3 separate regions of the Mus musculus genome follow, and all the other regions are linked to region 3. Evidence: chromatin contacts called from public Hi-C and HiChIP or PLAC-seq data. All regions are on one chromosome and are shown on one strand. The core of a region is the stretch at or near the end of the contact, and the rest is flanking DNA. Distances in the headings are between cores, read along the strand shown.

Region 1 (3,282 bases), core at 547-3,046, 160 kb after region 3:
CAACCACCCCCACCCAAAGGAAGTGATAGGGCATAGGGCAGTGCTGGGTTTGTGTCCTAGAGTGGCTGCCATGGTTGAAAATTAGGTCTCTCCTGTAGAATCTGAGTGAAGATTTAAATGCATGTTTGAATGTTTCAGCTATGGAAGAGGATGAGAAAAAAAGTGACAGAGTGTGAAGAGGTCAAAAGCCAAGGGGAAATGCAGATAGATAGATAGATAGATAGATAGATAGATAGATAGATAGATAGATAGATAGATAGATTAAGGTAGGTAGATAGATAGATGATAGACAGATAATTGATATAAGACAGATTAGATAATAGATCATTGATAAATGATAGATGACAGTAGATAGATGATAGACAGATAGACATATAATATATATATGATATATATATATATATATATATAATATATATGATAGACAAACAATGTTTACATAGACATGCATCTTTTTATCTGTCCTTCCTGAGAACCCTGACTAAGGATCAGATAGAAAATCACCTCACTCTCCCCTCACCCCTACACTTCTAAATTACTCTATAGAATTGACTAACTCTGTCTGTCCCTGAGGGAAGGATGTTGACCTCTTCGCTGTTTGTGGCCATAGTCACATGTAAGCAGGTACCTTCCAGCCATAAACTAGGCTCCTCTCTGTTATGATGACTCCAGCCTGGGAGGTCACCTCAGTCTCCAGCTCCACCCCTCCTCCTCCAACTCCCCCGCCTTGCTGGGGCCTCCTCAGCCCTTCTAGCCAACCCCCAGGCTGCCTCCTGCTCCTAGGAGGCGGGGTCAGGAGAAAGAGAAACCTGTCCTGCCAGCAGTGAGATGGCATGGGCTTTGCTGAAAGGCAAGCCCAAGGGCTCCTCAAAGGCTGTCTCCCCACAGCTCAGCCTGCTTCTTTGCCTCCTCCCTCAGGCTTCAGCTCCCTGACTTCCAGCAGCCATTGTGCACAGACAGCACATTGTCCACCCATCCCCTCTCCCTGGCTTAGGCTTGTTCTCTCTCCGATGTCACCAGGACAGAGTACAAGATATTAACAATTCAGCTGTCCCTGTCCACGTGTGGTCTGAGTGCTCACTGTCTCAATTCTGGTTCTTCAAGGTGGACCTATGAAGTTCTTAGCGCGTTTCGAGAGGAAGCCAGCCTGTCTCTTGCCATAGGTATGGATCAGAGAGATCCCCAGGGAGACATACCCATTCAATACTCTTCTCCCGTATAGCACAATCACCCTCAATCCTCACGGGGGGGATTGGTCCCAGCTCCGCCCACCACAGGATTCCTAAATCCATGAATGCTCGAATTTCTTACATAAAATGGCTCTCTATGCACATCTTACCCACAGCCCAACCCTCCTCCCCGGTATCAACTCGTCTTCATGTGACTAATAACTTCTAATACAATGGAAATGCTATGCAAGTGGACAGTCAAGCCTGCTAGTGCTAAGCTCAAATGTCAGATTGTAAATAGTTGTGACCCACAGTTGGACCAGCGGATGTGGGGTCTCTCCTGTTCTCAGGTACGATCTCAGCTTCCTTTCAGTAAGTGCTTTAGGTAACCAGAGTTGTAGGAGACCTTGCAGTCCAGCGATCTTAAAGGAGTGGCCTAGCCACCTGCCACAATGCACTAATTAAAAAGACAAGGAGCTGGTGGGAAACAGAAAGAGAATTGAGCAGCATGTTTTGAGAGGATGAAGCGATGCATGACCTCATCCATCTTTGGGTTACTGACGTGAGCTGTAAGTTCCCACAGAGACAGAACTGGAGTACAGGGGAAAAAGGCAGATATGACTCAGCAGTCCTGGCTACTGTGTGTTCTGGTTGGTAATTACCCATGGTCTAGTTTTGCAACGTAGCCTAAAGCTGTCCTTGTTGCTTGAGGGGACAGGGTTGGCACTGCTCCAGGGTGCAACCTTACCCTCATGAATAACTGCTCTTATCTGTGGCACTGTCTTGTCTGGAAAAGTTCTGTTTGCTATGCCTGGACGCAAAGGTGACTGCAGGATTGGGATAATTACAGCAGATTGGTAGGGATCTTCTGGGATGTAAGGAGGTAAGAGGTAAGTAGGTCACTGCCAGAGAAAGGAAGGGCGGAGAAGCCAGGCATGCAGCCTGCATTTAGTTACCACAGGGGCCTGCGTGAGGCGTCAGTGTGTTTTAGGGCAAGCACTTCTAAGTGGCCACTATACACACAGGGCTACCTAGCCCCACTCAGGAATGCCAGGAAGCAAGGCTCTTACTCTAACCCTTTGAACAACCTCCAGGCACCAGAGGGCCGTCCCAGTTTGGCAGATGCTGAAAGGTTAGCCTCAGAGAAATTAACTCGATTTTCTAAGATCCCACAAGCAACCCTCAGCCAAGCATTCATTTCAACAATGACCCGTCTGTAGCTCACACTCCTGCATTACAGCTGTTAATGAAAATGATTAAGGGAGGCTTATCCTAAAATGACCTTTCATCTTCTCCCAAACCATCCCTTCATGTCCTCTGCTAGAGTAGGATACGGGCACAGTGAATACAAGTAGGGGCCAGAGTGGGGAGAACCCAGAAGGAACTGCCTGCTTGTGACGGAGCCCTGGTCCACCTCAGCTGAGATGCCCGACTCTTCCTGTCACTTCTGAGGCCACTCAGGATCTGCAAGACATCTGTTGAGAGCCCCAAGTTTTTGTGTTTGGAACAAAAGAGAGGACCGGGGATGGAGGGATAGTGAAGAAATAGTTTATTAAGAAAGCGAGGTTGAGCTGGGGCCGGGGTGGGGGGGTGGGGGTGGGGTTGGGGGGATGCACAGCTTTAATCCCAGCACTCAGGAAGCAGAGGCAGGAGGATCTCTGAGTTTGAAGCCGGCCTGGTTTAAAGAATGCATTCCAGGACAGCCAGGGTTACAAAAAGAAACTGTCTTGAAAAACAAAAACAAAAAAAAGGAAGGAAAGAAGGAAGTTACAAAGACAGACAGACAGATGGCCAGACAGACACACAGACAGACAAGAGAGTTAGAAGGTTGGAAGCACTACTGACAGCCCCTGGAGGGATGAGCCTCTTTAGGGGACTCAGTGCCAGCCTCCTCCCACCCTTGGAGATCCCCTGAGCTCTGTCCCCTTCACATAGAGGTGGTCAGGAGGGCTTTCTGGTCTTCTGACTACTGGCTTCTTTCATATGCTAATCTCAATGCCCCCCCCCCTCTCTCTCTCTCTCTCTCTCTCTCTCCCCCCCCATACCTGATTCTGGCACACAATACCTGCCTCCTACCCTGGTAGACATGAACAAAGGCTGAACCTTAGGAAGA
Region 2 (3,378 bases), core at 852-3,351, 220 kb after region 3:
AGCCAAGAAAAAAGAGTTACATGGGCAATGACCATGGTGACAGAGTCCCAAGAAGGTGTCCCCAGTAGCCCGGTCCCTCTACAGCTCATCTTGGTACTCTTCACCCCCTCCTAATCATGCCACCATAGTTTGAGTCTCTTGGGGAATTCATTTATTGATTATGTTCGAGCCTCTAAGATCTAATGGCCTCTAAGAACACCATTGCAGACACACCTCTGGGTCTAATGGCTAAACTCGAAGCCAGCAATCAGAAGCCACAGGCAGCCATGACTTGGCACTTTTAAGCATTAATATTTTGTTCTAAAAATTCATGTCATTTTTGCTCTCCGGGGGAATACACTCAAATATTCTCAGTGCTGCAATTTCTCTCTCATTTCTTCCATTTTCTTTCAATTTCCTTTGCCTCGGGCCCTTCTACCACTGGCATTTTATCTGCCCAATGTGGTCCTTTTTATCATTTTCCCCACGATGTCCAGGCTTTTAGCAAAATGCATCCTCCTGGGTAGTTACAGGCTTCGGGGACTCATCTGCTCAGAGCTTCCCAAGGCTACTCTGATAAGGATAAATACATTTTCATTAAAGGAGGGGGGAATCAACTTCCACCCAAAGCATTACATTAGGAAGAAAACTTAATGGCATTTGCTCCAACCTTCTGGATATTTTCTCCTTGATGGCCTACTGGGGCAAAAATTAGTGAATGTAGAAGTTACAAAATAGTCTCTGGCATTAGAGAAAACCTTTGCAGCTGTGAGCCTGGGAGTCGGGGTGGGGGGGGGAGGCAGATGCCCATCCCCAGCTCCCTTCCATAGAGAGAGCATGAAGAGCCTCCTCAAATAGGCACAGAGCTTCAGGCTCTGACCTCTCCAGCAATTCTGGTTTCCTTCACTACCCAAGATGTTTAGTAGTGATATTTCTGTCTGGAGACTTGTTTCTGATGTCAACAGGAGTGGACATTAACAAGACACCTTGGGACAGTCCTTGGCTCATACAGCAGCTGTGGAGACATTCTTAGTTGTCTCTGTGTAGAGCAAAGAGAGCCAGGGTAGTCAGCTCCATTCCCAATCCTGTCTGTAACCTAACATAGCACCTACCAACCCTGCCTGGAGCTCTCTCGCTGCAGGGAGTGTCCCTCCCCATTGCTGGTGTACAGAAGTCAGGAAAGAGCCCTGGCAAAGAGTTTAAGAGGTCAGTCATGACCTCACATAGCCCAGCACTCCTAGCCTCACCCCTCCATCCAGAGGTCCCTTGCTAGGGGACTAGCCATTGTAGAGGGGGATCTCCCAGTCACCTTAGCCAAGTGGCAGGTCTCAAAGAGCTTTCAGACTAAACACCTTCTGCCCCAGCAGTTCCTCTTCTCCTTCTCCTTCTCCTTCTCCTTCTCCTTCTCCTTCTCCTTCTCCTTCTCCTTCTCCTTCTCCTTCTCCTTCTCCTTCTCCTTCTCCTTCTCCTTCTCCTTCTCCTTCTCCTTCTCCTTCTCCTTCTCCTTCTCCTTCTCCTTCTCCTTCTCCTTCTCCTTCTCCTTCTCCTTCTCCTTCTCCTTCTCCTTCTCCTTCTTCTTCTTCTTCTTCTTCTTCTTCTTCTTCTTCTTCTTCTTCTTCTTGATTTATTTATTTATTTTATGGATCTGAGTACACTGTTGCTCTCTTCAGACACACCAGAAGAGGGCATCAGATCCCATGACAGATGGTTATTAGCCACCATGTGGTTGTTGGGAATTGAACTCATGACCTCTGGAAGAGTAGTCAGTGCTCTTAACCACTAAGCCATCTGGGATACAGCAGGAGGCTTTTGGTTCATGACACCCCCTGTCATGAGACAGTTACCACATGATCCACCTGATAGTCAAGTCTATACTGTTCAGAGTACTACTACATAGTAAATCAGGGCCTCTCCTAGTCTGCCTCTCTATCTGTTTGCTAGAGTTAACACCTGACTGCTGCTTTCATTCTGCTTGGCCGCTTCCTATGGAAATCACTGATGTGGACAAAAACCCCAACAGAACTTCCTGGGACTTTTTAAAAGTCAGAGCCAGTCACCACAGACCCATTTGCATGAGCTCTTGATCTTCTGGCAAGAAAACTTAATCAGCAGGCCAGACTGCTCCTGAGGAGGCTCTAGATGTCAGGAAGTCTCGAAGCCTGAGCTGGTTAGTCATGCTTAAGACAGAGCCCAGGCTTCCTCCAGAGAGTACTTGATTAGCAGGTAACAACCAGCCACCCATGTCAACACAGGACCCACGCTGACAGCAGACAGTATGCTTGGAAGAACAGTGGCCTAACACACAATAGTGCAGGCCGGGCCTTTAGCATCATCACCGTGCAGGTGTTAGGTGTGAGCGCCCCATCCCCACAGCAGGTGCATGGCATATGCCACTGGGGCCAAGGTTAGGGTTCAGTGGCTAAAGTTGTGGTACTGAGGAGCTGACGTATTTCCTAGTGTGTATGGTGGGAGTGGGGGGACTGTCTCTGGGATACACGTGCATGAAGAGAGAGACAACCATCCAACCATTTACATGTCTAAACCCCGAGTGAGCCATGCATACCCTCTCCATTCCTATATTCCTCCCAGGAAAGGTGTATGCTTTTGTTTTTGTTTTTGTTTTTGTTTTGTTCCCCTTATATTACTTACTGCTTCTTTCCATTAGAGGGAAAAGTCATACATCTTCATCACGCAGACTCAACCGAAAGTAAGAACGTGGAGAGGGTTAGCGACACCCTCCCCTGGCACAGACAAGCAGGTACCATTCTCATGAGGCTCCTCTCGGGGTTTTCTTTATGCCCTCAAATTTAGGTCACAATATATACATAAAACAGTAACCTGCTGTTCAGTTTGAATCCTAGAAGGAATAAGGTATAAATAAATTAAGATAAATTAAGATTGGTTTCATAAAAGGCTGTTTGCATAGAAATGGCAAAGCAAAGAAAGCCACAGGACATAGCACAGGGCCACAGGGCTCATTATAGTAAGAAGTATTGTCTCTGGGCCCATGGCTGGGCTCAGGAGTAAGGTCACCAGAACCCAGAGGCAGAGAGAGACAACTGGAGAGTCTCCCAGGAAGCGCTGGGATTCTCTGTCCAGAAACAAAGCCATCCTCTGGCAAACAGATAAGTGTGGCAGCCAGTAGAATACAGCCTACAACTCCCTTCTGTAGGCTCCCCTGCCCCGTCCCCTCCTGTTCTTGCCATGGACCCAATGGGAGCCAGAGGGCAGGGTATGCATCAAGCTATAAACCAAGGGGAAGGCAAGCCTTTCCATAAAGAACCATAGTTCAACCATCTGGACTGTAGGCTTTCTAATATAAATCCCATCTGTAGGTATAGTGTGCATGCATGCTGTCACAGAAAACACTTCAGTATACCATGAGCTCCATCATGGAAA
Region 3 (3,195 bases), core at 206-2,705:
GGTCTAATACATGAAGCTTTAAATCACTTGCTTTCAGAGTACTCTGGTTTCTGTGTATTCCTGTGAGTGTACACGTGCGTGTTTGTATGTGTATCAGAAGACAAACTTGGGTGTCTCCTCTGGTCCCTTCCAGCTTGTTCTGAAGGTACCATTCACACATTTCCCTTTGAAATAGATTCTCCTGCTGGCTTGGAGCTCATCAACTTGGAGAGTCTAGACTATCAGTGAGCAAGTCCCAGGGAGCTGTGTCTCCGTGCATCTCCCCGGAGCTCCCTGCATCTCCGAGACTATCATGTTTACATGGGTTCTGCGGATCTAACTCTCGCTCTTGTGCTTATACAGCAGACTCTTTACTGACCAAGCCACCACCTCTCCTGCCCCATATCTTCTATTTCAAAATGTTACTCTTGTGTCCATAGTTATTTTCATTCATCACTTAAGTGTACTACCGTAAAATATTTTTTCTTAACATGTGACCTTTCTTTATACATGTGTCAGAGTCATTAGTGCTAGCTCCCTAGCAGTCATGCATGATGCTTGACAGTTATTTTCCTAACTTGTTATAAGGCGGTAGAAATTGGGCGTGCTGGCATTGCCTCTTGTCTCTCCACATCCCAGCAATGACAGAGACCAGCACTATTCCAGTTGGATGAACACCCAAGATGCTCTAGTCTGGGTTAGACTGATGTTCCTAACCAGCTTGCCCATACATTAGTGATCAGGAGAGGGGAGGCCGGTTGGTCTAGGATGGCCTCTAGTATCCAGGTGAGTGTTGCCTGGATCAATGAGCAGGTGGGCCACACATCTTCCACCCTCCAATAATGTCAAAGCAAGAGCAAAGAGAAGTCCCCAAGACCTCTGTGTGTATATGTTGTATGTTTTCATGTGTGTGTGTGTATATGTGTGTGTGAACCAGAAGTCAACCTTAGCTGTTGCTCCTCAGGTACCATCGCAGTCTCTTTTCTTGGAGACAGGGTCTCTTAACTGCCTGGAATTTGCCAGGGAGGCCAGGGTTGGCAGCCAGCGAGTCCCAGGGAGCTGCCTTGTCTCGACCCCTCCAGCCCTGGGGTTGCAAGCACGTGCTACCACAATTGACATGTTTTACACAGGTCAGGAACATGTTTTACACAGGTCAGGAACATGTTTTACACAGGTCAGGGACATGTTTTACACAGGTCAGGGACATGTTTTACACAGGTCAGGAGATTGTGCTCACACTCTTCTCGTGGGACAAACACTTCACAGGTTGACGTCTTCCAATCTCTCCCAGCGCCTTTCCATGGGATCGACATTAGCTTGGCTTCCCTTCCTCCATATTCTATTCAGGGCAATACTGCAGCTGGTTGTTTCTAAGCAGCAAACCAACTCGTGATAATCGTTTCAAGTAACACTTCACTGTCAAACAACAATCACGTTCTGCTAACTAATCGGGCATTTGGTCAGGTCTGGACGGGAACAGTTCGCCTGTACTCCACTAGATGGCATCTCCACAGCCCAGGCAGGGGCAGATGAGCCTCCTTACAGCCTGGATTCCAACAGCAAGCATCCCAAGAGCTGGGAAACAGCTGGCTGCTGGTACCCATTCACTGTACTATATCCTTGACTGGATACAGCAGTCCACCACATCGATAAGAGGGATGAACCCCAATTCTAGTGTACGCCATTGCCTGTAGTACCCAACCCTGTGTATATTGGGTTTTTTTTCTATACATATTTACCAATGAGAGCATTTAATTAGACACAGATTGACACCAGCAATAAATAGCAATAAAATAAAACATTTATAATAGCATTCTGTGATGATGCTATGTGAATGCGGTCTTTTTCTTACCCTTCTCCTGAAACAGTCAAGACAAGAGTAATATGTTCAGATCACTGTTAGCCACGAATGATTGAAGTGGCAAAGGTATCTAGGGCAGGGGGCGGGGCATCTCTCAACAGAGTGTTGAAGGATTGAACTGCAGTCTTCAGACTCTACCTTTGAGGGGTGGAGCGATGATGTCACCTGTGAACACCAGTGGTTCTTTGCCCGAAAGAGGGCTTCTGTTGTCCTCGAAATCAATCTACTGCAGTGTGAGCAGGAGCCAAGTGAGGGCCAGTCTCATTCAGGATTTCGTCTGCTTCTTTTAACTAGCACAGAGCTTTGCCCTAGTCTTCTGTTGGCTACTGTCCATAGAGAGAGAGATTTGGTTGCTGCCTGGCTACAGGAGGTACCCTCTTCAGGTTCCATATCCCCAATGCTATGAGTCATGGCTAAGGTCACCCCCCATTGATTCTTGGGCTCATCTCTTATCCCAGATCTCTGTCTTGCCCTGGAGATGCTTCCCACCCCCACCCCTGTCAGTGGCAGATTTCCATCCATTCTCATGATCTTCTCATGGTCATCTCTCCTGTCTCACCCCACACCTGATCTCAACCCCCCATCCCCCTTCCCATTCCCTCTCCCACACTGTTCCCTCTTTCCATCTGCCTCTTATGACTATTTTATCCCCCTTCTAAGTGAGTTTCCAGCATCCTTATTTGAGTCTTCCTTTTTGTTTAGCTTCCTTGGGTCTGTGAAGTATAGCATGGGTATCCTGTACTTTATGGCTAATGTCCACTTATAAGTAAAGTACATACTATTGATGTCCTTTAGGGTCTGGTTCACCTCACTCAGGATGATATTCTCAAGTTCCATCCAGTGGAGCTATAGGGACACAACCCATCCACAAAACTTTCAACCCCAAATTTAATCTAGTTACAAGAAATGCAGGAACAAAGGATGGAGCAGAGGTTGAAGTGGTCAACCAATAACAGGCCCAACTTGAGACCTATCTTAAGAGCAAGCACCAATCCCTGACACTATTAATGATACTCTGTTGTGCTTGTAGACAGGAATCTAGCACAGCTGTCCACTGAGAGGCTCCACCCAGCAGCTGACTCAGACAGATGCACACACAGCCAAACAGTGGATGGAGCTTGGAGACTCTTAGGGGAGAATAGGAGGAAGGATTGCAGCCTCTACGGAGATAGGAACTCCACAGGAAGACCAACAGAGTCAATTAACCTGGACCCTTGGGGCTCTTAGAGACTGAACCACCAACCAAAGAACATAGACAGGCTGGACCTAGGCCTCCCCATACATATGCAGCATATATGCAGCTTGGTATTCATGTGGGTCTCAAACAACTGGAGCAGGAGCTATCTAAAAAACTG

Evidence for each region. Hi-C and Micro-C count contacts between places; a contact is called where the count stands out from the background. HiChIP or PLAC-seq counts read pairs in DNA pulled down with a chosen protein or histone mark.
Region 1: a Hi-C map of CD8 T cells shows a contact between it and region 3, with 1.7 times the contacts expected there. The contact joins two enhancer-like sites. A contact is called at or near these places in 8 of 484 Hi-C or Micro-C datasets (CD4 T cells, CD8 T cells, double positive thymocytes and 4 more) and 4 of 115 datasets of contacts at active chromatin or transcription factors (embryonic stem cells and memory CD8 T cells).
Region 2: a contact with region 3 is called in an H3K27ac HiChIP or PLAC-seq map of regulatory T cells, with 3 times the contacts expected there. The contact joins two enhancer-like sites. A contact is called at or near these places in 6 of 484 Hi-C or Micro-C datasets (B cells, CD8 T cells, double positive thymocytes and 3 more) and 1 of 115 datasets of contacts at active chromatin or transcription factors (regulatory T cells).

The regions. Positions count from the first base shown.
Region 1 is chr9:115,546,640-115,549,921 of GRCm38.p6, reverse strand. No RefSeq gene overlaps it. Among named protein-coding and RNA genes, the nearest start is that of Gm39447, 98 kb to the right of the region's middle. Within about 2 kb of position 1,796, at least 73 of the 459 cell types and tissues checked have an H3K27ac peak or open chromatin away from gene starts, as enhancers often do. A contact at or near this core is called in CD8 T cells, where this site is marked.
Region 2 is chr9:115,488,149-115,491,526 of GRCm38.p6, reverse strand. The region is part of intron 2 of Gm39447 (a long non-coding RNA gene); the gene reads right to left. Among named protein-coding and RNA genes, the nearest start is that of Gm39447, 39 kb to the right of the region's middle. Within about 2 kb of position 2,101, at least 35 of the 459 cell types and tissues checked have an H3K27ac peak or open chromatin away from gene starts, as enhancers often do. A contact at or near this core is called in CD8 T cells and regulatory T cells, where this site is marked.
Region 3 is chr9:115,702,736-115,705,930 of GRCm38.p6, reverse strand. No RefSeq gene overlaps it. Among named protein-coding and RNA genes, the nearest start is that of D330037F02Rik, 38 kb to the right of the region's middle. Within about 2 kb of position 1,455, at least 20 of the 459 cell types and tissues checked have an H3K27ac peak or open chromatin away from gene starts, as enhancers often do. A contact at or near this core is called in CD8 T cells and regulatory T cells, where this site is marked.